Linked DNA regions of Mus musculus: all the other regions are linked to region 4. Evidence: chromatin contacts called from public HiChIP or PLAC-seq and promoter capture Hi-C data. All regions are on one chromosome and are shown on one strand. Each heading gives the region's core, a stretch centred on a gene start, on an enhancer-like site or on the middle of the called end of the contact. The rest is flanking DNA. Distances are from core to core; before and after follow the strand shown. Region 1 holds the start of Mfsd10 (major facilitator superfamily domain containing 10). Region 2 overlaps Add1 (adducin 1 (alpha)). Region 3 holds the start of Cfap99 (cilia and flagella associated protein 99). Region 4 overlaps Fam193a (family with sequence homology 193, member A).

Region 1 (6,448 bases), core at 2,726-5,225, 200 kb before region 4:
CTGCTCTGGGTAAACTATTTCCTAGACTGCCATAATGAGCCATTTAGCCTTTCTGCTGATGTAATTCCACTTAGATTTTCTGAGCTGTGGGTGAGACATTTCATTGGCTTATGAGTAACTACTGAAATAAGGTGAGCTGAGTCCCTTTCATTGTCCTGTGTCCTTGTAGGCTGTCCTGCGTAGCCTCGTGTTTGAGCCTGATGAAGCACTGCGTGCTCATGTACCAGGCACTGCCGTCCTTCCACGCCATCTTCAGGCCCCATCAAGCCCTCCTGTCGAAGCATCTTGCAGATTGTAGCCTCCCCCAAGAACTTCAGGTGAGGCCTTCCAGTCACTAGGCGCCTTGCCCTGTCCCGGGCTGTTCAGGACCCAGCACCAGCTTAGTGTTTTTGTCATTGAAGTTGCAGCTTAAAAGGCATCACAGGGAAGTCTACCAAAACTGTCTACAATCTCAGAAGCACAAAGGGAAAATGGCCCCACTCGTTCCAGGCCATCCAAAGCACCTTACCCCACAGTTTCTGAGGGTGACCTCGAAGGACACCCTCACTTGGTCCTTGGAGCCCCCGTGTGTCTAAACAAGGCTTTTGCTGCTTTATTTAGCATGTGTGGTAGTCAGCAGCTCTTCATGCTTATACTTGGTCCCCATCCCATCTAGGTGTCCTTACCCTGTCCCTCCTTACTATCTGTGCCCCTTGTTCCTGACTGGTTTCCTGTCCTCTGCCTTCTGCCGTTCCCACCCTCATCATCAGTTATCCGCATACCAGCCCAGCTTCCTTGGAGAAAAAGGCATGTTGTCTCCTCTGTACCCTCCCCCCAGTGACATCTCCATTCACAATAAAAGACAGAGGGTCAGGCTACAGTGCAGGCTGGAGTGACCTTCCCTTGGCCTCACCACCTGCACTCTGGGCTTCTCACAGGCTTTCCCTCAATTTTGGTGATGTTCACAGTTGCTCTTTCCTGGCCCCTGCACAGAGCTTTGTGTGCTGTTTGCCCATGGTGCTGACCTTTCCTGTACACATTACACCCTCGTCTTTGTGCCACTTGAAGACAGACCCTGGCTTTCCTGATTGCTGAGTCCCCCAAGTCTGGAGCAAGCCATTCCTTGACTGTACTGAGTCACTAGCACCTCCTCAAACAATCACTGTGGACATGACTGTGGTTGTCCCTTCTTTTTAAAGGGATCCCTGGTCCTACAGATTTAGGCTGGCCAGTTAGGGTTATGGAGCTTGTAGTTTCTCAGTTCTCACATGACATTTAGATGGACCAAGACTATATACAATGGGTGCAGGGAGGCAAGCAAATTGGGATCCAGAGCACATCTGTGTGAGGGGAAGGGACAGACCAACATCAGTGAGCTGGCTTCTACAGGCTTCCCTGGAAGCCACAGCTTTAGCGAGACGTGTCTTAGCTGTGTTTGAGCAGGAATCCTGTTCTGCCTGACAGCATCATGCTGCTCTAACAGCTGCCTCCACACACTGCAGGTCACCTAGGCAGGGAAGGTGGTCTTATGTGCTTTAATCCCAATTGTGCTGATGGTGCCTTGCCAGTGTGTCCCTGCAGAAAGGCCATATGCTACTCTCTGGACACAAGCTCTTTCATTTACAGCTTTCTCTCTGGGTGTGGGGTTATTTATGCATTGGCATATGTATGGAGGTCAGAGGGCAATGCCTTTGAAATTTAGTTTCCAGAGATTGAACTCAGGCTTGGTGGCAGGAGACCTTATATGCTGAACCATCTGCTCGTCCTAATTGCATTGCTGTTCCCTATATAGAGGATGGCAATGCAGCCAAGCTGCACCTGACACGGCCCAGTGGGTGTAGAGTAGGCAGTGGCAAGTATGGCCTCTAGGAGACCTCTTAACCATGCCTTTACATGTTCCTTAGGAGCTGGCTCAAAGCATACTGTCAGCAATGGAAGGCCAGAAGCAGCACTGCCGCCCGCTGGTGTGTGAGAAGAGCAAGCCCGTCCCACTGAAGCAGTTCACCCCCCGGCTAGTCAAAGTGTGAGTGCTGGGGGACCCTGTGGAGGCCAGGACTGTCTGTAGGCTAGAGGTGGGCGATGCACCTGCTTCAGCCTGGGACAGGAGACATTGCAGTCGGCAGTCAGCTCACCTCTATAGCCTTTTTGATTCTAACTTTAGGCTTGAGTTTGGACGGAAACAAGGCAGCAGTAAAGAAGAACAGGAAAGGAAAAGACTAATCCACAAACACAAGCGGGAATTTAAAGGCGCCGTCCGAGAGATCCGAAAGGACAATCAGTTCCTGGCCAGGATGCAGCTCTCAGAAATCATGGAAAGGTGAGGAGGAACTGTGTGTACGGGACTAGGGCACCGCTGTGGTGTGACACCACACTCATAGGCCGCTGGTTTTTCTCAGCACTGGGGAGTATGGTGAGCGATATACTTGGCAGCCTTTGCAGGACTGAGGGTAGAGCCATGCATGTGTGGTTCTGAACTGTTAGTGTTCAAACTGAAGAAAGCAAAATACCTGAGAACTGATGCAAGATTAACACTTGCTTTTTTCTCTTTCTCTTTAGGGATGCAGAAAGAAAGCGTAAAGTAAAACAGCTTTTTAATAGCCTGGCCACGCAAGAAGGTGAATGGAAGGCTCTTAAGAGGAAAAAGTTCAAAAAATAAATTGTCTTGTAATGTAGCAAGGCTGTGTGGTGTGTTGTAATGAAGGGTTCTGGGGGTTCATTGTGGAGTGTGGGGTCCCATCTCCCTGCCATGCTCAGACACAGGTTGGGGATGTCTGTGAGAGCTCTGCACTGTTAGATGATAGCCACACACAGAATGACATTTAGGCAGTTGTCCATAAAACTGACAAGCTGTCATAGTGTGGGTAAGTACATTATATACGTTTTACAGTGAAGTCGCCTTCCCACACACTTATCAGATCACCTATCACACATGACAGAACAGGACTGAATCCTTACGTCCAGCCTGGCCCTTGTCACCTGCTATGGCTCTGAGGTGTGAGATCTTGTGCGAGGGTTGGTGGTGCTGAGTAGGAGTTGCGTTTTGGATGTGGTGAAGCCACTGTTGGAGCACAGAATGAATGGCTGTGGGCATCCTGCAGCTCAGAAAGTGCTGGTCAAGAACAACCCTGAAGGGAGATTGGGCTCAGCAGCTTGGCTTACAGGGGCTACATCTACCAACAGTACTCACCTTGTCACCTCTCCCTGTGATTCTTCTGGGACAGAGGCTGCATGACCCACGAGGGGCCTGGGCCTGACACACGCACCAGCTAGGCTACCATCCAGCCCCAGCTTCCTCCACGCCTGAATTAGCCACAGGGCTCTGCCGTACAATGGCTCTGTGTAGCCAACTGCAGCAAGAAGCAGGGTGGCCAAATCTGATACTGGGCATAGATTGAGCAATCTATGAGGAGGAACATGCCAAGGAAAAGTTTATAGAGCCTCCAGATACTGTCCTGTGTCGTCAGAAGGGGAACACAATCCAGCTAGAAGAGCCTATCACTCGAGTGCATCCGGTGTTGTCCTCTGGGAAAGAGTCAGTGTGGACTGTATGGCTCCAACAGGTTAACAGCACTGAAGGGATAGGACTTTAGTGGTTCATCTATCTAAAAGATGAGTCTTTGCTCCAGCTGTTCTCATACTTCAGAGTTGATTGAGGATGACTAAATCCTGAATCCTGTTCTTTCTGTCTCCACCGAGTGCTGGTACTAGAGGTGGGCATCACCATCCCCAACTCCAGCATGGTTTAGAGTAAGCTAAAGTAGGAGGGTCAGGAATTCAAGGTCAACCGTGGCTACATGAGACCCTGATTCAAAAGAAAGATATATAGGTACCAAGGAGACTGAACTGCACAGACAAGCTGTCTCTTACATACACTTAGCTCTTCAGAACTTCACCGCTTGCTTCTAATGCATCTGGAAGCCTGCAAGCCTTCTCTATACTTGGCTGCTGGGAGACTCCAAACCCAGTTCCCGCCACAGCACGGCCTCCCGGAAGAGGAGGTGCCTGTTCCGAAGCCTCCGGGGTGTGGCTGCTATCCAGGGAGGTTCCCTGTTCATCCACCCGTTTGTCCCCGCCTGGAGCTGCGGCACGTGTGCACAGGTCCCAGCTGGGTAGGTGGGAAGCAAAGGTTTCGATATCGTGTGAGGAGGCCGAAGTGGTACACGAACAGGAGCTCAGGGCGCCTACGACTCCCCAACCAGGGATTCCCGTCTTCTCCCCGTTACCCGCTTCACAACAGGGGGCGCCCTGACCACTGCGGCCCTGAGCTTACTGCTGCCCTAGGTTGGTAAGGGAGTCGGGCCTTGAAGGGTGTGCCAGGACCGCATTGGAACCACTTCCGTTTTGTCTGGCAAGAACCTGCAAATTCAGCTTTCAATTGTCAGGTAAACGGGGCCGTCATCACCACACCCTCCTTCCCCCAGCAGGGTCGGAGCTTCCACCATGGGCTGGGCAGGGGATGCGGGCTGTACGCCTCGTCCGCCTATACGGCCTCGGCCCGCGTCCGAGCGTCGCGTGATCATCGTGCTCTTCCTCGGCCTGCTACTCGACCTCCTGGCGTTCACGCTGTTGCTGCCTCTGCTGCCTGGGCTGCTGGAGAGACACGGCCGCGAACAAGTAAGCCCCTCCCCCAAGGCGGGAGCTCTCCCCATGCCTAGCCTATCACAGATTTATCCAGCTGGAGTTACTTTCCTCTTTACCCAGGACCCCCTCTATGGCTCCTGGCAGCGTGGGGTAGACTGGTTTGCTTCAGCCATCGGGATGCCAGCGGAAAAGAGGTACAACAGTGTCCTGTTCGGAGGTATGTCGCTGTGTGCCATGCTGGGGCCCACAACCTTTTTTTGGAGAGCTAGTTCTGCCTAGGCTCTTGGTCAATCATCCTCCCTGGGTTCCTGCCTCCTTTAACTGAAAGGTGTGGGTTGGTTTTGTTGTTGTTGTTGTTTGGGGGAGGGGGTTGTTTTGTTTTGTCTTTTTGTTTTTGGTTGGCTTTTTTTTTTAAACTGAGGCCACCCGAGCTTCAGTCGATGGCCTGTGAATATAGGGCTAAGTGTGGTCAACACTCTAGGACTGATCCTCTGTCTCTCAGGTCTCATCGGCTCGGCCTTCTCCCTCCTGCAGTTCTTCTCCGCACCACTCACAGGAGCTGCCTCTGATTACCTGGGGAGGCGCCCAGTGATGATGTTGTCCCTGGTAAGCCTCTGGAGCCAGCTGTCAACAGGCAGAGGGGAGAATGCAGCTGTGGGGCTCCCCTGCCAACAGTGGGCTCCCATCCCTTCTAGAGGGATCTTCTGGCCCCTGGTGTTACACCAAGCTAAATACACCTAAGGAAAGTACAGGGACACAAGTGGCCCGGGTCTGAGGGTTATATGCTTGCCTGCCTTGCTCTGGGTGCTTCCTGGCCTGAAGTGACCGATCCTGCCACTTGGCCTCCACCCATTGGCAGACAGGTTTGGCCATCTCCTATGCAGTGTGGGCTACCTCTCGGAGCTTTAAGGCCTTCTTGGCCTCCAGGGTGATCGGAGGCATCAGCAAGGGGAACGTTAACCTCTCCACAGCCATTGTCGCTGACCTGGGCTCACCTCCAACCCGCAGCCAAGGCATGGTGAGTGAACAGACCTAGGGAACGGGGATTGATGTCTGGGCTTCAGACTCCATGCCTAGCTCAGGTCTTTTCCCTAGGCAGTCATCGGGGTAGCCTTCTCCTTGGCCTTTACTCTGGGTCCCATGCTGGGAGCATTCCTGTCTGTGGAAATGGTGCCCTGGATCAGCCTACTTTTTGCCATCTCCGACATGTTGTTCATCTTCTGTTTCTTGCCAGAGACACTGCCCCAGGAAAAGCGGGTAGGCCCGGGTCCCCGGAGGGGTGAGGGCTCCTGAGGGTTGGAAGGGGTTTCCTTTCTTATCTGTACCATTGGCAGGGGAGACTGGCCTGCCCTCAAGCTGCTAACATCACAACACCTCTTGGGTTTCTGGGATCTGACAGGTCCTGGTCCCTAAGCTGCCAGGCTGTGTGCTCCCAGCCTCCTGGCCAGCCCTCGCTTTCTCCCACAGGCATCTTCTGTCACCCTGGGCTTCCACACTGCTGCCCACCTGCTCAGCCCCCTGGCCCTGCTTCGCTTTGCGGCTGTCACTCACAGTCAGGACCCGCCTGCTGAGCACAGTAAGGAGGCTTACCCCGGACTGAGCTCTCAGAGTCTTGACCAACCAGCATGAACAACGATCAACCTGTGGTCTGTGTTGACTTGCAGGACTCAGAAACTTACGCCGTTTGGGTCTTGTCTACTTCCTCTACCTCTTCCTGTTCTCAGGCCTGGAGTACACACTCAGCTTCCTGGCACATCAGCGCTTCCAGTTCAGCAGGTAGGTCTCCATATTAGTGGCTTCGAGGTTCTCAGACCCCAGGTCCAGGAAGCCTTTGTGGTACCCCTCCCAGCACTCTGGCTGGTGGCCTTGCCCATCCCCCAGGCAGTTG
Region 2 (6,256 bases), core at 1,008-3,507, 150 kb before region 4:
ATAAGCTACAATATCTCAAGATTTGTATTCCTTTCTAGCAATGCAATTCTCCATTACACAGAAAGAAAGAAAGAAAGAAAGAAAGAAAGAAAGAAAGAAAGAAAGAAAGAAAGAAAGAAAGAAAGAAAGAAAGAAAAGCAGGCAGACTCACTCACTGGAGGTTCTTAAAATCCTCAGGCTGCTAAGAACCTGAGTTCAATAAAGCTGTTTATTAATCTGATTGGATCATTTCTAGGTATTCTCTTACTGATGAAAACTGCTCAAAAGAGCCTTCTAAATTAACACTGCTGACCACGCACCACACCCTGATAAATTTTACATGAATGAACTCGTCCTTCCCTGTACAAGGTTGGTCTAAACTCAGGGGGTCTGGCTCCAGAATTCCTTCCTCCCAACAATGCACACTGCTCACGGTCCTATTTCAAGAAAGCTCAAGTGAGAAAACAGACTCCCAAAATACAAATTAGAAATAAAAGCAATACATTCCAGGAACGGATTACTTGTGTAGGCCCTATGATCCCTTATGATAAATGAATTAACAGCTTCCCAGCTTAAATTTTCTACACATTATTTTTCATTTCTCATTCAAAATGCTTTATTTGCCGGGTGGTGGTGGCGCAAGCCTTTAATCCCAGCACTTGGGAGGCAGAGGCAGGTGGATTTCTGAGTTCGAGGCCAGCCTGGTCTACAAAATGAGTTCCAGGACAGCCAGGGCTATACAGAGAAACCCTGTCTCAAAAAACCAAAAAAAAAAAACCAAAATGCTTTATTTGATGGCCAAAGTAAATGCATAACCTACATTTTATTTTTTATATATAATTATATTGCTCTGTTGCTTTAATTACAGCATCAACCAATTCTGCAATGTGTTACTGAGATGACAGCTACTGCTTGCCATTGAAAATGTAGTTAAGTAAAAAACCAAACCCGTGACAATCAGGGTCGGTATGGAAGTAAGCACTCCTCACCCCTCGCCCGCCATCCTGCCTTCTGGTAGCTGACACAGACTCTCGGCCACAGGCCAGAATGATGCTAAAAGCCTGTATATATGTCAGAGACACAGACCTCACCCTTCAACCCCACCCCCCAAATTTTCCTTAAGCCTAGCAAAGAATAAAAGGAGAAACACAAGAGATCCCAAAGAGTGACCTGCGCACAAATTCTGCAGGTCCAGCATCAGAAAACCACCACAGTTAAGTCCAGCACCCCTGTAAGGTGTCTCTATTTACAGATGGAAAAACACCCTGAGGTTTTCTATGTGTATGAATGTTTGTCTGCATATATGTCTGTGCACCATGTATGTGCCTAGTGCCTTTGGAGTCCAGAAGAGGGTACTGGATCCCCTGGAGCTGGAGTCACAGATGACTGTGAGCCACCATGTGGATGGATACTGAGAATCAAATCCAGGTCCTGCTGAATCACCTTCCCAGGCCTGCCACACACTAACTTTTGTCAGAGGACTCAATAACAAATCACTGAACTCAGAACTGACTCAAGAGCACTAATTCCAAATGCCATGCTCATCTACTGTACTGAGGCCCAGGCAGCCAGATTCAAATTCAGGAAGCACAAGCACACACTTCAGGCTTTCTGTCTGGTTCGGCAACATCTCTCCACTTCCTGGGACATGACAGACTAAGAAAATAACTGTTCGGGTTTTTTGTTTGGTTGTTTGTTTGTTTGGGGGGTGGATTTTCAAAAGAGGGTTTCTTTGTGTAGCCCTGGCTGTCCTGGAATGTGCTTTATAGACCAGGATGGCCTCGAACTCAAGGCCTGACTCTGCCTCTTGGATGCTGAAATTAGAGGCATGAGCCATTACTGCCTGCGAGAAGGTAGCTAGACAATGAGGCTTAAGGAGGTACAAAAATTATTTCACATCACTACTTTGTACCAAATTTTCTTTAAAAAAAAAAAAAAAACAACAAAAAAACAAAAAAAAAAAAACGCCTTTAATCCTAGATCTTAGACACAGAGGCAGCCAGGTCTCTTTGAGTTTGAAGCCAACCTTGTCAACAGAGTAAGTCCCAGGATAGCCAAAGATACACAGAGAAACCCTGTCTCAAAAAGACAGAATATATAGTTAATTAATTAATTAATTTAGGCAGGAGCAGTGATGCATTTCTTTAATGCCAGCACTCAGGAGGCAGAGGCAGGCAGATCTTCGTGTTCAAGGTCAGCCTGGTCTACATACAGTAGTGTTCCAGGACAGTCAGAAGTACATAAAGGGTCTTTGTTCTGTTTGTTTTAATTCCACTGAAGTTGATATCCATTATCTTCACATGGCCAGGCGCACATATCCATCCAAATGTTCTAAAACAGAAGGTTTTAAGAAATTCCACTCATTCCAGTGACTCAGACAAAAGGATCAAGAGTTCAAGGCCAGGGACTGGTGAGATGGCTCAGCAGGTAAACGCACTGACTGCTTTTCCAAAGGTTCTGAGTTCATCACATGGTGGCTCACAACCACCCGCAATGAGATCTGACGCCATAGCTACAGTGTTCTTATTTATGTAAAGAATAAATCTTTGAGCTGGAGCGAACAGGGACTGATTGAGTGGGGCGGACCTGAGCGAGCAGGATTGACTGGAGCGAGCAGAGGTCCTAAATTCAGATCCCAACAACCACATGAAGGCTCACAACCAACTGAACAGCTACAGTGTGTACTCATATACATAAAATAAATAAAATATCTTTAAAAAAGAGTTCAAGGCCAACCTGAGCTACATAGTTAAAAAAATAAAATGATGATGATGATGGGAGGGAGGGAAAGAAACACAGAAGATCATTGTACAAAAAAGAGAGCAGTCTGTAGTCTAGGAGAATATGAGAGAAGTCTAGACTAGTGTCTAATGAGCATATTCACCAGCGTCTGTACCAAGTCTCATATTCTGAGCCAAGCACCATGAGGGTCCCTGGTGGCTGAAACAGCAAGCATGGTGATACACTCCTGTGACCTCAGCACTCAGGAAGTAGAAGCAAGACTCCAGTGAGCTTGAGGCCAGACACTGTTCAACGCCTTCCCTGCACCAGTCGATGGGGCTGGAGATGAGGCCTGCATTCCCAGCAGTTGGGAGACTCACAACCACTGCTAAGCCCAGATCCAGGGATCACGTGCCCGGACCTGGTACAGAAACCATACACATAATTTAAAAATATATATATATTAGAGGAAAAGAAGTCGAAATTTAACATTATACTGCAACAGTGCCAACTGCCTTTCCTATTTTTGCTTCTTCACTGGATTCAACTACTATAACTGGGGGTTGGGGGCTTCTTGTGTAGCCCTGGCTGTCCTGGAACTCTCTCTGTAGACCAGGCTGGCCTCGAACTCACAGAGACCCGCCTGAGTGCTAGTGCTGGGATTAAAGGCCTGTGCCACCACTGCCTGGCTTTTTTTTTTTTTTTTTTTTTTTTAAAGACAGGTTTTTATCATCTAGCTCTGGCTGGCCTGGAACTCAGAGATCTGTCTGCCACTCTCTCCAAAGTAGTAGGATAAAAGGCCCACTCTATGGAACACAGGCCCCCCAGTGGAGGAGCTAGAGAAAGTACCCAAGGAGCCGAAGGGGTCTGCAACCGGATAAGTGGAACAACAATATGAACTAACCAGTACCCCCAGAACTCGTGTCTCTAGCTGCATATGTAGCAGAAGATGGCCTAGTCAGCCATCATTGGGAAGAAAGACCCCTTGGTCTTGCAAACTTTATATAACTTGACCCAGTACCAGGGCCAAGAAGTGGGAGTGGGTGGGTAGGGGAGCAGGGCAGGGGGAGGATATAGGGGACTTTCAGGATAGCATTTGAAATGTAAATGAAGAAAATATCTAATAAAAAATTTTAAAAATAAATAAATAAAAGGCCCACCCTACCACATTAGGCTTTCTCAACTACTGTAATAGTTTTGCTGACATTATAAAAATCCTTCAAAATGTACTGTTTCCTGAAACAAAATTTGCCCTGCCTCATTCCTTCCCCTTTGGTGCTGAGAATCAAACACCACAGGTCTTCAAGGGTAATCAGCCAATACGCCTCTGCTGAACTGCACCCCACTCCCAAACACTTTCTGAAGGACATTCCACAAGGGAAGGTTGCTAAGTAAAAATTTGGTCTGTCCTTTTAATTATTTTTCTGAGGGGAGGGCTAAGTGGAGAAGTCTGGCAAGAATACAAGTAAAGAAGCACTCCCCGCTTCCCCCAGAATCAAAGGTCTGAATGTTCCACACTGTGAAGTAATTAGTTGCGAAGAATAAGACAAAAGAAAGCTCTGAAGTAAAAGCTAGGACTTGAAGGACTGAGAAGAGCCCAAGACTGAATGCTGGGAGAATGGCTCAGTGTTCTGCACACGCAAAGGCTGCGAGTGCTGCTGTGTTAGCCCTGAAGCCTGAGAACAGACAGAGACAGGGTTCCTCTTTTGATCTAGGCAAGAAGCATTTAAAATCACAAACATAAGCTTAAGTGAAACTGTCAAAAGTATGCTCTTTGAAAAGTCACCACATAGGCTATTAGAGGTTTGTTTAAGTCTTTATGCTACCAAGTAACTATAAATGTACAGGTGTCTTCACAAAATAAGGATGTATTGTTAAATGAAAAAAGAAAGATACAGAAATCAATATAGATGGTATATGTGAGGGGTAAGTAAAAACTCATTTATATTTGCATAAATAAAAAATCCGCAAGAAACTGAAAATGACAGAAGTGTAAGGAGCTGAGCAGACAGGGGGCAACTGTGTAAGTGTTATATATACAATTTAAAGTTAATTTATAAAAGTAATTTAAAAATAAAATACCACTTAGACAATAAAATAATAATCATTAGAGCAAGTGTATAACAAACAAAGACACTGTGCTATAATGACATCAGCAGATGCGGAGAGAGCCACAGTACTGTATGTCTGTCATCCTTTCTACCTTATGTGAGGTCCAGGGATCCCACCCCAGTCGCCATCCGCGCACTGCAAGCCCTTCCCTGCTGAGCCCCACAGTCTTGGGTGACTGGGGCCATGGCCAGGTGGCTTGTGTTCAGAACAGCCTCTAGGCAGACAGACAAACAAAAGACCCATGAGAATAACTTGTTCCAGAGTATGAGAATGTATTAGTCAAGTACATTATGACTTTTTGATTAATACATTTCTCTTATGTTGTGGTAAAAGAGCAAATAAACTAAGAAAGAGTTAAGCATCTTGTTTCACTCTATATAGAAAATTAATGCCAGAGGGTAGGATTGTTAGGGTTAAAGGTGTCCCAAATTCTGGAGACATAAATAAGAGAATGTGGCTACAGGATGAGGCAGGCAAAGTTACCAGGTAAGAGGAAGAAAGCCTCTCCCGTGAGCCCCTCTTCACAGAGCAGGCAAAGCACTGCAGCCCTCTGCCCTAGTAAACCTCAGCTTGACCCACAGTCCCATCTTGGAACTTATTCTTGCATTTAAGACTGTACAATGAATGAGGATGGCTCCTAAGCCTTTGCTTATTTCAGGAATAATCCCTGGGCCGCCTCGGGGGTAGAAAGGTTAAACCGAAGCCCTGGGGCTCTGGTCTGCTCTCCACTCTGAAGGATGCCCTTTTGCCTTCCACCCTGGAGGCTGCCCTTTTGTGCTCTCTTACTCCTCTGCTAGAAACTCCTGACCTCTACCTTGGGAATACAAGCACTGAGAAGCTTTCACAGCAGGGATCAGAGGGAATTCCAGAAGAGGCCGCTCTCCAACTTGATTAGAATTCAGGGCACCAAAAAAGGGTGGAGGTCGAAGTTCCAAAAGCTCTGAGCCTCTGAGACCTACCTTAATTCCTCCTCTACCCACTCACTTATAACTCCTTCCCTTCACCCTCCGTGATCACCTCACACAACCTCCTAGCAGCACCTGACCACCCCCACCCCTTTCACCCCCAACCCCCAGCCTCCCAGCGTCCTTTCTGCCTTCCCTCCTATCTCTCCAGCCACTCTGTGCAGCTTCCCTTGCTGTCTCCTTTCTTCCCAGAGCCCTGAGCTCTTGCTCTTCCCTAACAATACTGTCAGCCCCATCTCTATTTGTACTCTCTGGTTCTCTATTCTGGCCATCTATCAAATTCACCTAGAGAAGCCAGGCATTGTGGTGCATGTCTGTTATCCCAGTACTCTGAAGGCTGAGGCAGGAGGATCACTGATTCTAGGCCAGCCTGAGATTGGAATACATAGTAATTCCAAGGACTATACTGCATGAGACTATTTCAAAAAACTAAAATAGCATATTTTTAAAGAACCATAGAGGGAGTTGGAGACATAGCT
Region 3 (6,604 bases), core at 3,826-6,325, 150 kb after region 4:
CTAGGTTTCTGTCACCGAGTTTCATCTAGACCCAGACTTACTTTAAAAAAAAAAAAAAAAGAAAAAAGTTAGGGTTGTTGAGATGGCTCAGTGGTTAAGAGCACTGACTGCTTTTCCAGAGGTCCTGAGTTCAGTCCCCAACAACCCAACCGCATGGTGGCTTACAACCATCTATAATGTGATCTGATGCCCTCTTCTGGCACACAGGTGTATATGCAGATAGAGCACTCGTGTACCTAAAATAAATAAATAAATCTTTAAAAACAAGTCTCTTATGATTAGACAGTTTCGTACATGTGGACAATATGCTTTAACCTCACTCATCCCACACAATGACTTTTTTTTTCTTTTTTTCGAGACAGGGCTTCTCTGTGTAGCCTTAGCTGTCCTGGAACTCACTCTGTAGACCAGGCTGGCCTTGAACTCAGAAATCCTCCTGCCTCTGCCTCCCAAGTGCTGGGATTAAAGGGGTGCGCCACCACTGCCCTGCACACATTGACTTTATAAATTGTCTGCTTTTACTAACTTTTACTAACATGAGTCCTTTATACAAGACGTTTCAGTTTTATTGTCTCATTTAACTGGGGGGATAGATTCTCTGAGAGTATTTTCTAAGGAAACAAGAGAACAAGCCCATGTTGAGGAGTTTGGAGTGGGGAATCTGGTTCCCTATCCCCAAAGAGATTTTCTTTCTGTGAGAGCCTGGGGTGTGGCCTCAAATGCCTCACTTGCTCTGTCAAAGAAGTGAGGTAAAGGAGACCAGTACACACATAGCCAGGACCCAGAGCAAAGAACACAGGCAGGCAAAGAAAGCATTTTTATAGACTCCCAGTTAAAGACCTAGGAATGGGGCTCAGCCAGGAAGCACTAGCCTAAAAAGCCAAGCCTTGGATTCTATCGTCAGCACCAAGGAAAACAAAACCAGAACAGAACACAGAGCAAATGTCCTGGACACAGTGCTGAGAAGTGGCTGCTCTTCTCCACAGGTTCAAGGCAGCAGTTCGTGACTGCAGGGAGTCAAGGTAGCAGGAGCCTGGCCAATGACCACATTGCATGCAGAATGTGAAAGGAAACTAAATACATCTAGTGCACAAAGGAAAACAGAGGGATGGTCGCATCCTAAGGTTCGGCTTGCCTTCTCCGCAGTAATTGTAATCATTGTGTACAGCCCAGGATCCCTGGTGGGACACCCAGACCATGGACTGGTCCTGCTCACAGTTAAGGTGAGTGAGTCTTTCCACAGGGTTAAGGTAATCAAGATTACACCCTCCCACCCAGGCAGGCATGTCCAGTGGTCTCTCAGGTTGTCGAGGTCCTATCTACATGCTAACTATCATTAGATACTCTGATGGGAATATTAGATTTTCCTTTTTCAGTAAGTTTCCAATCTGGAAGCCCAGGTCTTGGGCTGAATTGATGTGGATGTGTTGCCCAGGGTGCCAGGGAGCAAAGACTGCTTCCTGCTCCCCTGCTATGGAGCCTGTGTGTCTCTGCAAAAAGGGTGGGTCAAGTGCCCGAGGCTGACCTGAGTCAGGGAGGATGGAAGGAATTAATTCAAGCCCTCCCAGGTCTAGAGTTGACCTTGGTAGAGGATCCAAATGGAATGGACCAAAGAACCAACCTGAAGGTGGGAGGGAGCTCCCAGGAGCCAGCCTGACCCTCTGCTCACTGTGTGGTGGAGGCTGCCTTGCCCCACACCTGGGCAAAGAGCAGGTGCTTTGTGAGGGTGGATAGACTCTGAATCCCCTCTGAAATTCACCTAAAGTTTGAGAAAAACAATCATATCTGCGACTGGAGAACAGGCATGGGCTCAGCCAACTCTGAAGCATGCTTCGAGCACCTCAACTCTACACTAAGTTTTGGTTTAATTTTTTTCTTGTTTATTTTTGTTTTGGGGAAGGTGGTCTTGATATGTAGTGGAGTCTGGCTTCAAAATCTCCATCCTCCTGCCTCTGCTTCCTCAGTGCTGGGATCACAGGCCCACATATCCACAGCCAGACTCAGCTTTACTTAAAATAATTGTCTGTTTACTTGCTTTTAGTGCAAGAGACAGAACCCACAGCATCTCCTACACTGGGTAATTGGTCCAATACTGAGCCACATCTCAAGTATCTCAGTATTATTTAGTTTGCGGGTGAGAATTGAGATCTAACTCCTAAGTGGATTGATTACCTTTAAATATGGCTCTTTAACTCCATTCTCGAATCAGGGCTCAATGGTCTGGCCCTTGAGGTAACCTGGAAGGCAGGCTGAAGCAAGCAAGGAGGGTTCGTTTCTATCAGATGCAATCCACTTCAACAGCTTAGGCCATATCAAACATATGTTAGTGAAAGCACCCTCTTTCCCCACAACTAAAGCTGCTCTGCTAAGTGTGGCGGCTACTGTTGAGGTTTTGTCTTTTACTGTGTATCACAATGTTAAGTGTTGGGGGAGGGGAAAGACCAGGAGTCTGCACATAGACCTAAGTGACCCTGCCCCCAGGCTATTTCTGATTGGTATATAAAGATGCCAATAGCTAATAGCTGAGCAGAAGAGACATCGGTGGGGTTTAGATTTTCTGGGCTTGGGATTGGAGAAGAACCATGAGAAGAAGAAGGTGCAGGAGGAAGGAGAAGCCACCATAGGTTTAGATGAGCTGGCCTCGAGGGCTGGCCAATTGAAGTTAAGAGCAGCCCAGATGAAACATAGTAAGTAGTAAGTAATAATTTGGGGTTATCAATAGGAAAGTAGATTCTAATTGCATATAAGGTAGGTATCTGCTCAGCTGTTGTGCTGTTTAAGGCTTATTGTAAATATAAAGGTTGTGTCTTTTATCCATGAACTAAATGGTCAAAGACTGTGTAGAAACCCCAGGTTGGAATTAAAAATTTCTACAACAGGCTATGAAGCCACTCCTTGCAGCTTTCTCTTCCCTCCTGAACTACAAAGCCTGACTCTCACTTGGGCCTATTGTTACCCAACCGGTCAGTGACATTTCTCAGCCTCCTTGAAAGCTGGCTATGGTCGTGTGTACAAGTTCTTCCATCTCTCAGAAGTACTAGAGAATAAACTGTGGGAGCATTAGCCTGAAGTGTAGGACATCTCTTTCTTCTCTTTTCCAGTAGGTTCATGGGCTTAGGAGGCGATGGCTAGAACCAGTGCAGCCATCCTGAATCCTCAGTAAACAGGTCAAGGATGGTAGCCAGAAAGCTGGTTCCTGTTGCATGTCCAGAATTACCTCTGCACACATCTCTCTCTCTTTTTTAAAGATTTATATGTAAGTACACTGTAGCTGACTTCAGACACACCAGAAGAGGGCATCAGATCTCATTACGGGTGGTTGTGAGCCACCATGTGGTTGTTGGGTTTTGAACTCAGAACCTTCAAAAGAGTAGTCAGTGCTCTTACCCGCTGAGCCATCTCACCAGCCCTGCACACATCTCTTGAATGTGAACAAATCTGTCATGCTGGGATCTTTCTGCCTATAGTTAAGCCTGATCCTGATATACCTACCTCCTTGGGCTCAGCCTTTATCTTGGGCACAACTTCCAATATGAAGCATAGAAACAGCTTCTGCACAGTAATAGCCCCAGGCTTTGGAGTTGGCCAAGGGTGAACAGACACCAGATAATTTATTAATCTACTTACTACTGGACATGAATTCATGTGTCTGCTCAACGTCTTCACTTGGAGAAGATGATGGCTTTGGGAAGAGCTGCTTTTAGTTTTCTTTTAAAATTTTTTTACTTATTTTTATGTGCGTGTATATATGGGTGCATATGTAAGTGTGTGCACTTCCATGGGGCGGCCAGAAAATGACCGTAGTGTAGCCCTGGCTGTCCTGGAACTCACTTTGTAGACCAGGATGGCCTCAAACTCAGAAATCTGCCTGCCTCTGCCTCCCAAGTGCTGGGATTAAAGGCGTGCGCCGCCACGCCCAGCTCCACCTTGTGTTTTGGGCAGAGTTTCCCATTATTGTGGTGCTCACCAACTAGGCAATAGGCTACATTGACTAGTGAACCCCGTGGGTCCATCTTCTTAGCCTCTGAAGTGCAGCGATTGTAAATGTCATAATGCCTGGCCTTTTTTACAAAAATATATTTATTTCTTATGTTTATGTGTATTTGCCTGCATGTATGTATGTGCATCACATGCATGCAGGGCCCATGAAGTCCAGAAGAGGGGTTTGATTATTTGGAGGTGGAGTTACAGAAAGTTGTGAGCAGCCATGGAGGTGCTGGTGACTGAATCTGGGGCCTTGCCAAGAGCACCCACTGCTCTTAATCACCGTGCTATCTCTCCAGTCCATGCCTAGGGTTTTTGTTTTTGTTTTTGTTTTTCCAGTGAGTTCTGGCATGCTGAACCTTCTTCCACTAATTAGGCAAACACGTCACTGATTGAGCTATCTTCCCAGCCCCACAAGCAGTTTTTATGACTGAGAGAGTATACAGTTGTGGACATGTTGACTCTAAGGTGATCTGTTAGTTGTACAAATAGTGAAGAACAGGCAAACATCTGAATTCAAGCATTTAGGCTGGAGGGAAAAAATGTTTTTAAAACCACGTAGCTGCCTGGAACTACATAGAAATGGGTGGAGAGCAGCTTCCAAGGAGTAAGAAGGGAGCTACAAAGCAGGTCCAGGGCTGAGGGGCTAAGGGAAGATGCAGGAACTGCTAGGGTACACACACTGTATTAAGAGGTAGTCATCTGGGTCACCTGTTAACAGAGAGAGAGAGAGAGGGAGAGAGGGAGAGAGGGAGAGAGGGAGGGAGGGAGGGAGGGAGGGAGGGAGGGAGAGGGAGGGAGAGAGAGAGATTGATTGGAGGTGGTGGAAAACACCCTACTTTTATTTTTGGAGGTGGGAAGAAAAGCGCAAAGGTAGCTCGCTAAGGCCAGAAAATAGGCAAAGATTGGAGAACTGGAGAAAACGAGTTAGGGAGAAGAGGATGGGCTGTGCCTGGCTCCCTGTGGCGGCCCCTCACCTTAACCTGCCTGCCTACCTGCGGGCCTCTTGGCCTTCCTTGGCTTTAACCTCGTAGTCTGTCCAGGCGCCGCGGGCGGGAGCGTTCACTGGCCAGCTCCGGTACCCGCAGATCGCCTAGGCATCGTTTGGGCGCCGTCACCTAGCAACGCCGCGCAGGCCCTGCCCGCGGTGGGCGCCGGGACCTGTAGTCCTGAGCCTCCCTCCCTTGGTGCGCGTCCCGGGTGGGGTACGGCGTGGCGTTGGGCGGGGATTGGCGGCCTCGCCGGGCTCGCCCCATCCACCACTTGCAGCGGGCCGGGGGCGTGCGGCGCCTCCGGCGCATGTGCGGTCGTGACCGGCGGAGGCGCTGGGTGCTCTTAAGCCGTGAAGCACCGCGCGCCCTGTGCCCGCGCCTTTCCGCGCGCCCGCCCGCTCGCGGGTTTGGGTCGGCCGCGCGCCGCTTGCTGAGCATCCTTCCGGCCGCGCACCTGCCCCGCGCACCTGCAGCCAGCTGCTCGGCGCTAGGCGCCGCGCACACGATCTGCTTGCTCAAGCAGGTCCCGGCCCTGCCTGCGTGTCCACCCCGCGCCGCAGCCGGACCCGGGCGCAGCGCTGCAGAGGGCGAGGGCCGCCCGGAGCGTGGCTCGGGCCGGCGCGGCGATGATGAACAGATTCCGAAAGTGGCTGTACAAACCCAAGGTGAGCGGCTCCAGCTGCGGACCATGTCCCGGCGTCGCGCTTTCCCCCCTCCAGATCCCTTATCCTGCAGGTCCCTCCTTGATAGATAGACCTCGTTTCCTTGGCCCTGTATGAATTTCTTTCTCCAGTTCATGGGATGCCCTTTCCCTGCATTCCGCGACTTGGACAGACCATGTACCTGGCGCGCATTGACTGCTCTTTTCCAGTACCAGACGGGGCTCTTTCTTTCGGGCCTGGGTGTACTGTCATGTTTCTCCTCGTCTGGATACTAGATGGGCTGGCTCCAGCTCGCACCCAGCGGTCCCAGCCTGCGTGCTCAGAGCCCCTACTTCTCTTGGTTCCCTCTAGCCTCACCGCTGATGCTCCTTCATCTTTTCGCAACACAATTATTCTGTCCTAGGATAGTGGGTCTCCCACCCTCCCTTCGCACTTGGGAACCGACCGTTTCATTCCCCTTTCTCCAACCTTAGGCTTTGGTCAGACTCTTTCTTCCCGTATCTTAGAGGTCCCTCACGCCGCGGTCTGGTCCTCTATCCCAAAACGGAGTAATTGGATCTTGGTCCAGTTCTCATCTCTATCCTGTTCCGGTAGCCGCCTGCACCCTTTTGGATCTCCGACCAGTCCTCTGCCCAGTCGCGGGGTGAGGCTCGTGGAGCTTGAAGCTTCAGTGGGCCGGAGGTGCGATTCACCAGCCAGTTCGGGTCCAGGCGGCGCGCCCCGGCAGCCGTGCCAGTCGCACTGCGGGCGCTGCGTCCCGCTGCCTGCCTGGGGCTGGCAGCCCGGAGCCGGACCCGGTGCGCTCTGTTCGCAGCTGGGCGATGCAAAGCTAGGATCCAGCGAAGATCCAGGACGCAGCTGCGGCGTCCAAAGCTGCGTGTTGGGGGTTGGCGGAGTCTGGGGACGCCAACGCTGGAGGTCTTCAGAGGGTCACGACCTGGGTGGGGTCACTGCAAAGACTAAGGG
Region 4 (6,787 bases), core at 841-3,340:
ACATGAGCTGCCCAGACCAACAGTGGGCAGTTCCACCCAGGCAGAAGGCTCCTATAGCCCAAGTGCCACTACTGATAACACATCAGAGCTTACAACTGATATTGGCAGTTATGACAGTGAGTGAGACAGTGCGATACATTTGCATTTATCTAACTTCAATTTTCAATGGATTCATCTGTCTGGTAAACTTCCATATGCCTCAGTTAGAAGCTACAATAGCTAGGAGACAAAACTCCTTAAAATGCCTAAGGCCTGAGAGCAGAAGCAGCAGAACTCTGCCGAATGAAGAGTCAACCATGGACTTCAACCCAAGGCCTTTAGAATTATTTTAGATTTGGAGTTGGGGAAAAGACTCAGTGGTAAAATAGTTGTTCAGCATGTATGAATCCCTGAATTCTATCCCCAGTACCATAAAAATTGAGACCTGAAAGACTAGGAATAACTCTGAAAGAGGAAAACCTAAGCAGCACCATGACAAATCCAACTGAAATGTGTGATGAGCATCTCTATTGTTGGAAGACTCTGAGGATCAAGTGCAGCCAGATACAGTCAGCAATCCCTCATGAGCACCTACAAAGGACTAGTGATGGTTGCATATTCAACTGACTTCACTTAAGAAACAGAATACAGGGGGAGACTGGAAGGGACGGGGCAACATTTGGATGAAGGGGGGAGGGGAAGAGAAACTTCACACAGCCCAATGTGGTGGAATATGCACTCAGAAGACAGAGACAGGTGGATCTCTAGTTTGAGGTTAGTCTAGTCTACAGAGTGAGTTCTAGGACAGCCAGAATAACTTAGAAAAATCCTGTCTTGAAAAAAACAAACAAAAAGGAAGAGAAAAAAAGAGGAAGGAAGGAAGGAAGGAAGGAAGGAAGGAAGGAAGGAAGGAAGGAAGGAAGGAAGGAAGGAAGGAAGGAGAGAAAAAAAGAAGGTAAGGAAAGGACAGGAAAGGAAGAAAAAAAGTTATACACATGTGCAAATTAGTGTATGAAGCCTCTGCAAGCAACAGGGTCACAACTGAGTTTTCAGCCCCTTTGCTAATATGAAATGCACTTCTTTATAATGTGGGAGTACAGAAAACACAAACTTTCAATTGCTTGCTAAAGTGATCTGAATTCTTAGCAAGACATGGAACGAGCATGACTCTGGGCTGACAATGAAGAGGATGAACAGCCACTGGCCACCTCAGACAGACTGAGAAGATGAGACCAGAACTGCGGAGACATTTCCCTGCATACCAACTGGCAATTATAAATTTACTGAATTTTTTTTTTCAGGTAATAAAACAGCATCAGTTTGGGTTTACAAATTTCATGATTCAACAGGTGCTTAACACACTGAAAAGTTTTGTTTTGTTTTGTTTTTTAATAAAAAGCACTGCAATGGTGATTGTATTTAGACTGATGTCTAGATTTCTCATCATTGGATAAATTTCTGAAACTATTATAAAGTCACAACTTACAAAGTTGGTGCAGAGCCATTGTCTGTGAGGATGAGTCTAGGATGTTGCTGAATTGTGATGGGAGAGCTGGAACCTGACCCTGAGCTTGCTGATGACACACTAGGTGGGCGCATCTCAGACAGATAGTCGGGAGCAGAATCCACTTGGAGTGGTAGCTGGTGAATGTGGATGTCATCAGTGACCGGGGTGTCCATGATACCACAAGTAAGGATGTGTGAGAGGCTGCAGTCATCACAAGCACATCTGATCAAGAATTAAGGACAGTTACCAAGAAAGCCAACTCTGAAGGTTGGGTTCAAACCTCTGCTTGTATTAGTGCAGGGTGAAGGCCAGTAGCACCCAGGCAGCCCAGCTCACCTTCGCCTGTAGTTGCAGTTGGGACAGTCAGGCATGCTCAACCGAGATGACAACATGTGCCTCCTGGTATCTGTGAAGTTGTTCTCTCCAGTAACCACTTTCTTATTAGTCAACTAGAGGAAATTTACCAAACAATGGCTTAAATTTACAAGACACTTTCTCCATTTTAACTTTTAACAGTAACCATTTACAAACCCAGAGGCCCACATTTTGTAGAAGGACAAAACAAAAACAAGGGAGTAGCCCTGGAATCTGCAGGGCAGGGAACCCACTTGGTGTTCTGGTCTTGGCCAGATACACACCTCGTGCATTTTTGCAGATAACCAGAAGGTAGGTCTGCTCTGGATGCTCAGTACTTGCTAGACACTTCTCTACTGGAGAAGATTGGACCTGAGAGCTATCTAGGAAGTAACACCTAAACTCAACTGACAAATAAGCAGTCGGATTCCAAAGGGAGAAGGGTATACCAAAACCCAACTGAGCCTATTGGCACACCCAGGCAAAGGGGCCTCCGACTCATCCCACTGGTGGGCGGGAGCTCAACTTCAATCTGATGCAATTGGCTAACTGGCACCAACAAAAAGTTCAGGGAATATGGGTCCTTGTACCAGTTCTCACAATTCCTACCAAGATTATTCTTTTCAATATACAAAAACGAAAGACTACATATGGCAAGTATATGCAATCAGTTTATCTGAAAGTTAAAATCACTATGTTTAATGACTTTTATACTGGCAGGAGATGCCAATGGTCTTCATTGGTATTCTGTAACAAAGAGAATGCCTAGATACTAAGGTGACACTTGTTCTGTACAGTCATTTACATGCCTCTCCTGTCAATCTTACCTGTTCTTCAATTAATCTCCTTTGTTTAAAAATCTCCCAGTCTTCTGTTAACATGCGCTGTTTGGTTTTCATTGTCATCTAGAAAGGAGATATAAAAACACACATAGAAACAAACAAACCAAAAACCTTCGTAGTAACTACACAGAACACTCATGGGCTAGAGAGATGGCTCAGTAATTAAGAGCACTGACTGCTCTTCCAGAGGTCCTGAGTTCAATTCCCAGCAACCACATGATGGCTCACAACCATCTGGAATGGGAGCCCTCTTTTGGTGTGTCTGAAGAGAGCTACAGTGTACTCATATACATAAAATAAATCTTTAAAAGCAAAAAAAAAAAAAGAACACTCTCAAGGAAGATTCTTTTAAATGATAAAATCAAAACAGGAGTGCAATACAAAACAATGAACTATATACAAAACAATGAGCTATCACATTTCAGCCTTCGGCCTGACACTTTATCTTCAGTACTCTCCTCATGTGGAAAACCTCAAGAGCTCCAGAGCTTGGAGATCAGGGTACATTCTTTGCAGAAGGAAGTAAATGCTTGCCACAACCTGTTTGAGGACTCCACCCATGTGCAAGACCTTCCTAGTCCTGAGAACATTAGCTCTGAGAACACTGGCCCTATTACCCTTCAGCTATATAATGTCAATAATAACAACATCATAAAATAAATTAAAAGTAAAAACATGAAGTACAAAACAATGCAGTTTGAGAAGAAAACCTGAAACAGACTATTGAAGGAATTTCAAATGTCTGCCAACTCTTATGGCACATTTCCCATCCCAAGAACTAAGGCATGTACAGGTCAACATATACTCCTTTCAAATTCCCGAGAGCAGAGATCTGCAGCAGCTTCTCAGTCAGAACTGAGGGACTGTGGGGGTGCAAAGCAGACACCACCTGCTATTATTATGGGCACTGTTGCAAACAACTTTCCTATGCCCTCTTCAGAAATTTTTCAGTATTCCACATGCTTGTCTGACGTATAGAGTGCCTACAACACACTAGATCCCTTCTACCGCTGTCCAGTAGAGTGTGAAAGGCAAACCCACATTATTATAGGTGGTAACCCTTTACAAGTGACAGGAGCCATCCTATGTGGTCTTAGCTTCAGCACACATGGCTACAGCATACCTTTCCTATGACATATTGTGCGCTCAAGGATCTCTTGAGTTTAGAGTCCCTTTGTAGTTTGAAACCTTAGCTGACTTGAATGGGCACAGAAGCAAGCGCTCCTATTTATGTTACTAATTCAGTTGTACTTTGTATACATCTAGCTCCTCTTCCCCTTCTATGTATTATTCACTATGATGACAAGAGTTAGCCAGGTACAGGCTAGTGCTATAGTTTAGTTCTCTCTCTCTCTTTTTTTTTTTAAATAATGTATTATTTTATGTGTATCAGTGTACTGCTAGCATGTATGTCTGTGTACCACATGCACGCTTGGTGCCCACAAACACCAGAAGAGTGTGTTAGATTGCCTGAAACTGGAGTTATAAATGGCTATAAGTTGTCATGTAAATAATGGGAATTGAACCTAGGTTCTCTGAAAAAGCAGCCAATGCTGTCAACTGCTGAGACATCTCTCCAGCCACCTACAATCATAAACAGGGAGAGTTTTCACAAGTTCTTGACTGTCCGCATAAGGTCCATGTGCTGAGTAACACTGGAAGGTGAAGGAACCTTATAAGAGGTGGCTTCCAGTAGAAGTTAGGTTACTGGGGCATAACCAGGAAATGTAATATTAGAACCCAAACTCTTTCTCTCTGCTTTCTGGAGCCCTAAGGACTTTCTCTATCATGACCTCCAGCCGTGTGCTGTGCTACGACCAAAGCACAGTAAAAGTCAAGGGAATCACACCTAGACTGCAGCCTCTTCCCTTTCAGCTGGATATTTAAGCCACAAGGCTATTAACACTAGCACTCAGGAGGCAGAGGGAAGAGGATCACAAGTTTACATCTAGCATGGAAAAGTGGGACTAGTCCAGTGTTACCATGAGGGCCAAAGTTATTAACAGAGAGTGTTTTTACAAGTTCTAAACTAGAAACCCTCTTTCCAACAACTTAGCAGCAGACAAAGAGAATAAAGGACTCAACCAGTATCTAAATGGCATAATGATCCCGAGATTTATGTGGGACTAGCTTATATCTCAACCCCAAACATATGCTCCTATCTGTTTACAAGCTGTCTTGCACAAACAACACTGGGCTGCCATTTCTCCTTTATTACTCTTCATATTAGTATCTTTAAAACAGAACCTTTGAAACCTAAAGCCGTTCTTGCTTCATCAGAAGCTCTAGAAAGGAAAAGGGGCTGGATCAGTGGCAGACATACCATCTCAACAACATGTCTGGTGCCCCCTGAGATAGGGTGGCCACTTGGTATACCCATTTCAGGTCCATCTTCAGAAGATGTATCCCACTTGTCCTGCTATCCTCTGCCCTTATGAGCTACCTGGATGTCTGTCTGTTCTCTACTGGACAGTTCTGGATGAAGAGAGAATGGGCACTGAATAATAACATGATTGATAAATGGCTGCTGGATCTGAAAGGCCTGGAAACTTTCTAAGGTCCTCTATCAGAACACAGAGACAGTGGGTACAATCTTTTTGAGGACCTAATTGTTGCTGCCACACAATAATAGTCAGATTAGAGGTCTGTGATGTTGTATAATTTTCACTAGGGCATACCAAAAGCCCCTGATGGGAGCTCTGCAACTCAGACTGTAGCTAGCAACTTAGCACATAGGCCCCAGAATGCAGGCTGTGCCTCAAGGGCAGCATTTACCTGCTCATCCACATAGGCATCGATCCTCTTCTGACACTCCAGCCACTCCTCAGCAACTTTGCGCAACTCTTCCTCAGAACGCTGGTACCTCTGCAGCAAGGTGCTGTACATGTCTTCAGTGCAGGTGTCGTGTGTGGTGGTTCCTAGCCTAGGAGGGAGAAGGCCTATCACAAAGGAAGAGCTCAGAAGTTCCTGGCCAAACAAAAGAATCTTGGCTGCCTGTTGCTATTGTCTAACTTTATCACCTCCTGTCACAAAACATACCACAGCAAGTCTTAAAGATTATGTACACACTCTGAACAGAACCACATATAAAGGAGATGTTCAAATAAATAACAGCACCTGCTGAAAGAAACTAGCAGGAATCCTAAAAATACTAAGGTTACAACATATGGAGCTGTATACACATTTCTTATTAATATACACTGACCCAGAGAAAACAAAATGTTTAATGACAAATACAAAACATATAAATCGTACAATTATACACATATGTTTTGAAGTGGAAATATATTCATGCTTTAAAAAGGTATGACCAGGGGGCTGGAGAGATAGCTCAGTGGTTAAGAGCACTGACTGTTCCAGAGGTCCTGAGTTCAATTCCTAGCAACCATATGGTGGTTCACAACCATCTGTAATAAGACCCAATGCTCTTTTCTGGTGTGTCTGAAGACAGCTACAGTGTACTCATACACATAATTAATTGTTATGACCAAAGCATGTCTAAAAATATGTTGTGCATAAATACCTAAAAATATGTGTAAGAAACACAAAGTTACTTACACTGCCTGCCACCTCATGATTCTATCTATAACAACCTAGTGATTTAATAATGAAAAAAAATAACAAAATCATTTTTAGTCAAAACAATTTCACAGGTAAGAATGAACAGAAATAGTTGCCAAAGTCTTTTCCTTTCACTTTGTCAGGGTGGGTCATTTGTGATCACTGTACAAACAGGGAATTCCTAGACAATCTACTGGTTGCAAGGCAACCTGGCACAGGTGTCCACCTAAGCTCGGTACCAATGCCTGGTATCACCTTAGGTCCCATACTGTATGTTGCAGCCCTGAAAGAAGGTTTTCTGCTGATTCCTACTGCTGCCAGCCTTGTCCTTTATTGAACTGATTCTATTCTTCAATATAAATCCCAATTACCATGTGTGATGGTCTGAATGAGAACTGTCCCCCATAATCTGGGACATCTGAACACTTGGTCTCTGTTGGTGGTGCTGCTTGGGGAAGTTTAGGAAGCACAGTTTGACTGGAGAAATGTCATTGGCTTTGAGATTGGAAGCTTCATTCCACTTCCAATTTGTTCTCTCTGCTTT

What was found. Promoter capture Hi-C pulls out the DNA fragments that hold promoters and counts their contacts. HiChIP or PLAC-seq counts read pairs in DNA pulled down with a chosen protein or histone mark.
Region 1: a contact with region 4 is called in a promoter capture Hi-C map of embryonic stem cells, with 2.4 times the contacts expected there. The contact joins the promoter of Mfsd10 here to the enhancer-like site in region 4. A contact is called at or near these places in 19 of 39 promoter capture datasets (the 3T3-L1 cell line, 3T3-L1-derived adipocytes, the C10 cell line and 12 more), 2 of 15 datasets of contacts at CTCF or cohesin (large pre-B cells and pro-B cells), 6 of 484 Hi-C or Micro-C datasets (bone marrow-derived macrophages, cerebellum, cortical neurons and 2 more), 6 of 115 datasets of contacts at active chromatin or transcription factors (astrocytes, bone marrow-derived dendritic cells, bone marrow-derived macrophages and 3 more) and 3 of 9 other capture datasets (adipose tissue, liver and macrophages).
Region 2: a contact with region 4 is called in an H3K27ac HiChIP or PLAC-seq map of embryonic stem cells, with 7 read pairs. The contact joins two enhancer-like sites. A contact is called at or near these places in 1 of 15 datasets of contacts at CTCF or cohesin (the NIH/3T3 cell line), 1 of 484 Hi-C or Micro-C datasets (nephron progenitors), 1 of 115 datasets of contacts at active chromatin or transcription factors (embryonic stem cells) and 3 of 9 other capture datasets (adipose tissue, liver and pancreatic islet).
Region 3: an H3K27ac HiChIP or PLAC-seq map of embryonic stem cells shows a contact between it and region 4, with 6 read pairs. The contact joins the promoter of Cfap99 here to the enhancer-like site in region 4. A contact is called at or near these places in 5 of 484 Hi-C or Micro-C datasets (bone marrow-derived macrophages, cerebellum, cumulus cells and 2 more), 2 of 115 datasets of contacts at active chromatin or transcription factors (bone marrow-derived macrophages and embryonic stem cells) and 1 of 9 other capture datasets (adipose tissue).

What each region holds. Positions count from the first base shown.
Region 1 is chr5:34,634,739-34,641,186 of GRCm38.p6, reverse strand. Mfsd10 (major facilitator superfamily domain containing 10) reads left to right here and starts at 3,975. Exons shown (of 13, transcript NM_026660.3): 1 at 3,975-4,260; 2 at 4,404-4,593; 3 at 4,681-4,777; 4 at 5,063-5,166; 5 at 5,420-5,578; 6 at 5,656-5,817; 7 at 6,028-6,136; 8 at 6,225-6,336. The coding sequence starts at 4,420. It overlaps Nop14 (NOP14 nucleolar protein), which reads left to right. Exons shown (of 18, transcript NM_029278.2): 15 at 170-317; 16 at 1,884-2,002; 17 at 2,141-2,296; 18 at 2,536-2,651. The coding sequence ends at 2,635.
Region 2 is chr5:34,589,597-34,595,852 of GRCm38.p6, reverse strand. All of the region lies in intron 1 of Add1 (adducin 1 (alpha)), which reads right to left. Among named protein-coding and RNA genes, the nearest start is that of Mir7036b, 19 kb to the right of the region's middle. Within about 2 kb of position 2,257, at least 6 of the 459 cell types and tissues checked have an H3K27ac peak or open chromatin away from gene starts, as enhancers often do. A contact at or near this core is called in embryonic stem cells, where this site is marked.
Region 3 is chr5:34,287,136-34,293,739 of GRCm38.p6, reverse strand. It overlaps Cfap99 (cilia and flagella associated protein 99), which reads right to left and starts at 5,075. Exons shown (of 16, transcript NM_001370805.1): 1 at 4,980-5,075. It overlaps Zfyve28 (zinc finger, FYVE domain containing 28), which reads left to right and starts at 5,416. Exons shown (of 13, transcript NM_001015039.1): 1 at 5,416-5,641. The coding sequence starts at 5,603.
Region 4 is chr5:34,435,269-34,442,055 of GRCm38.p6, reverse strand. Fam193a (family with sequence homology 193, member A) reads right to left here. Exons shown (of 21, transcript NM_001243123.1): 7 at 5,458-5,605; 8 at 2,668-2,745; 9 at 1,823-1,935; 10 at 1,466-1,708. Among named protein-coding and RNA genes, the nearest start is that of Fam193a, 69 kb to the right of the region's middle. Within about 2 kb of position 2,090, at least 7 of the 459 cell types and tissues checked have an H3K27ac peak or open chromatin away from gene starts, as enhancers often do. A contact at or near this core is called in embryonic stem cells, where this site is marked.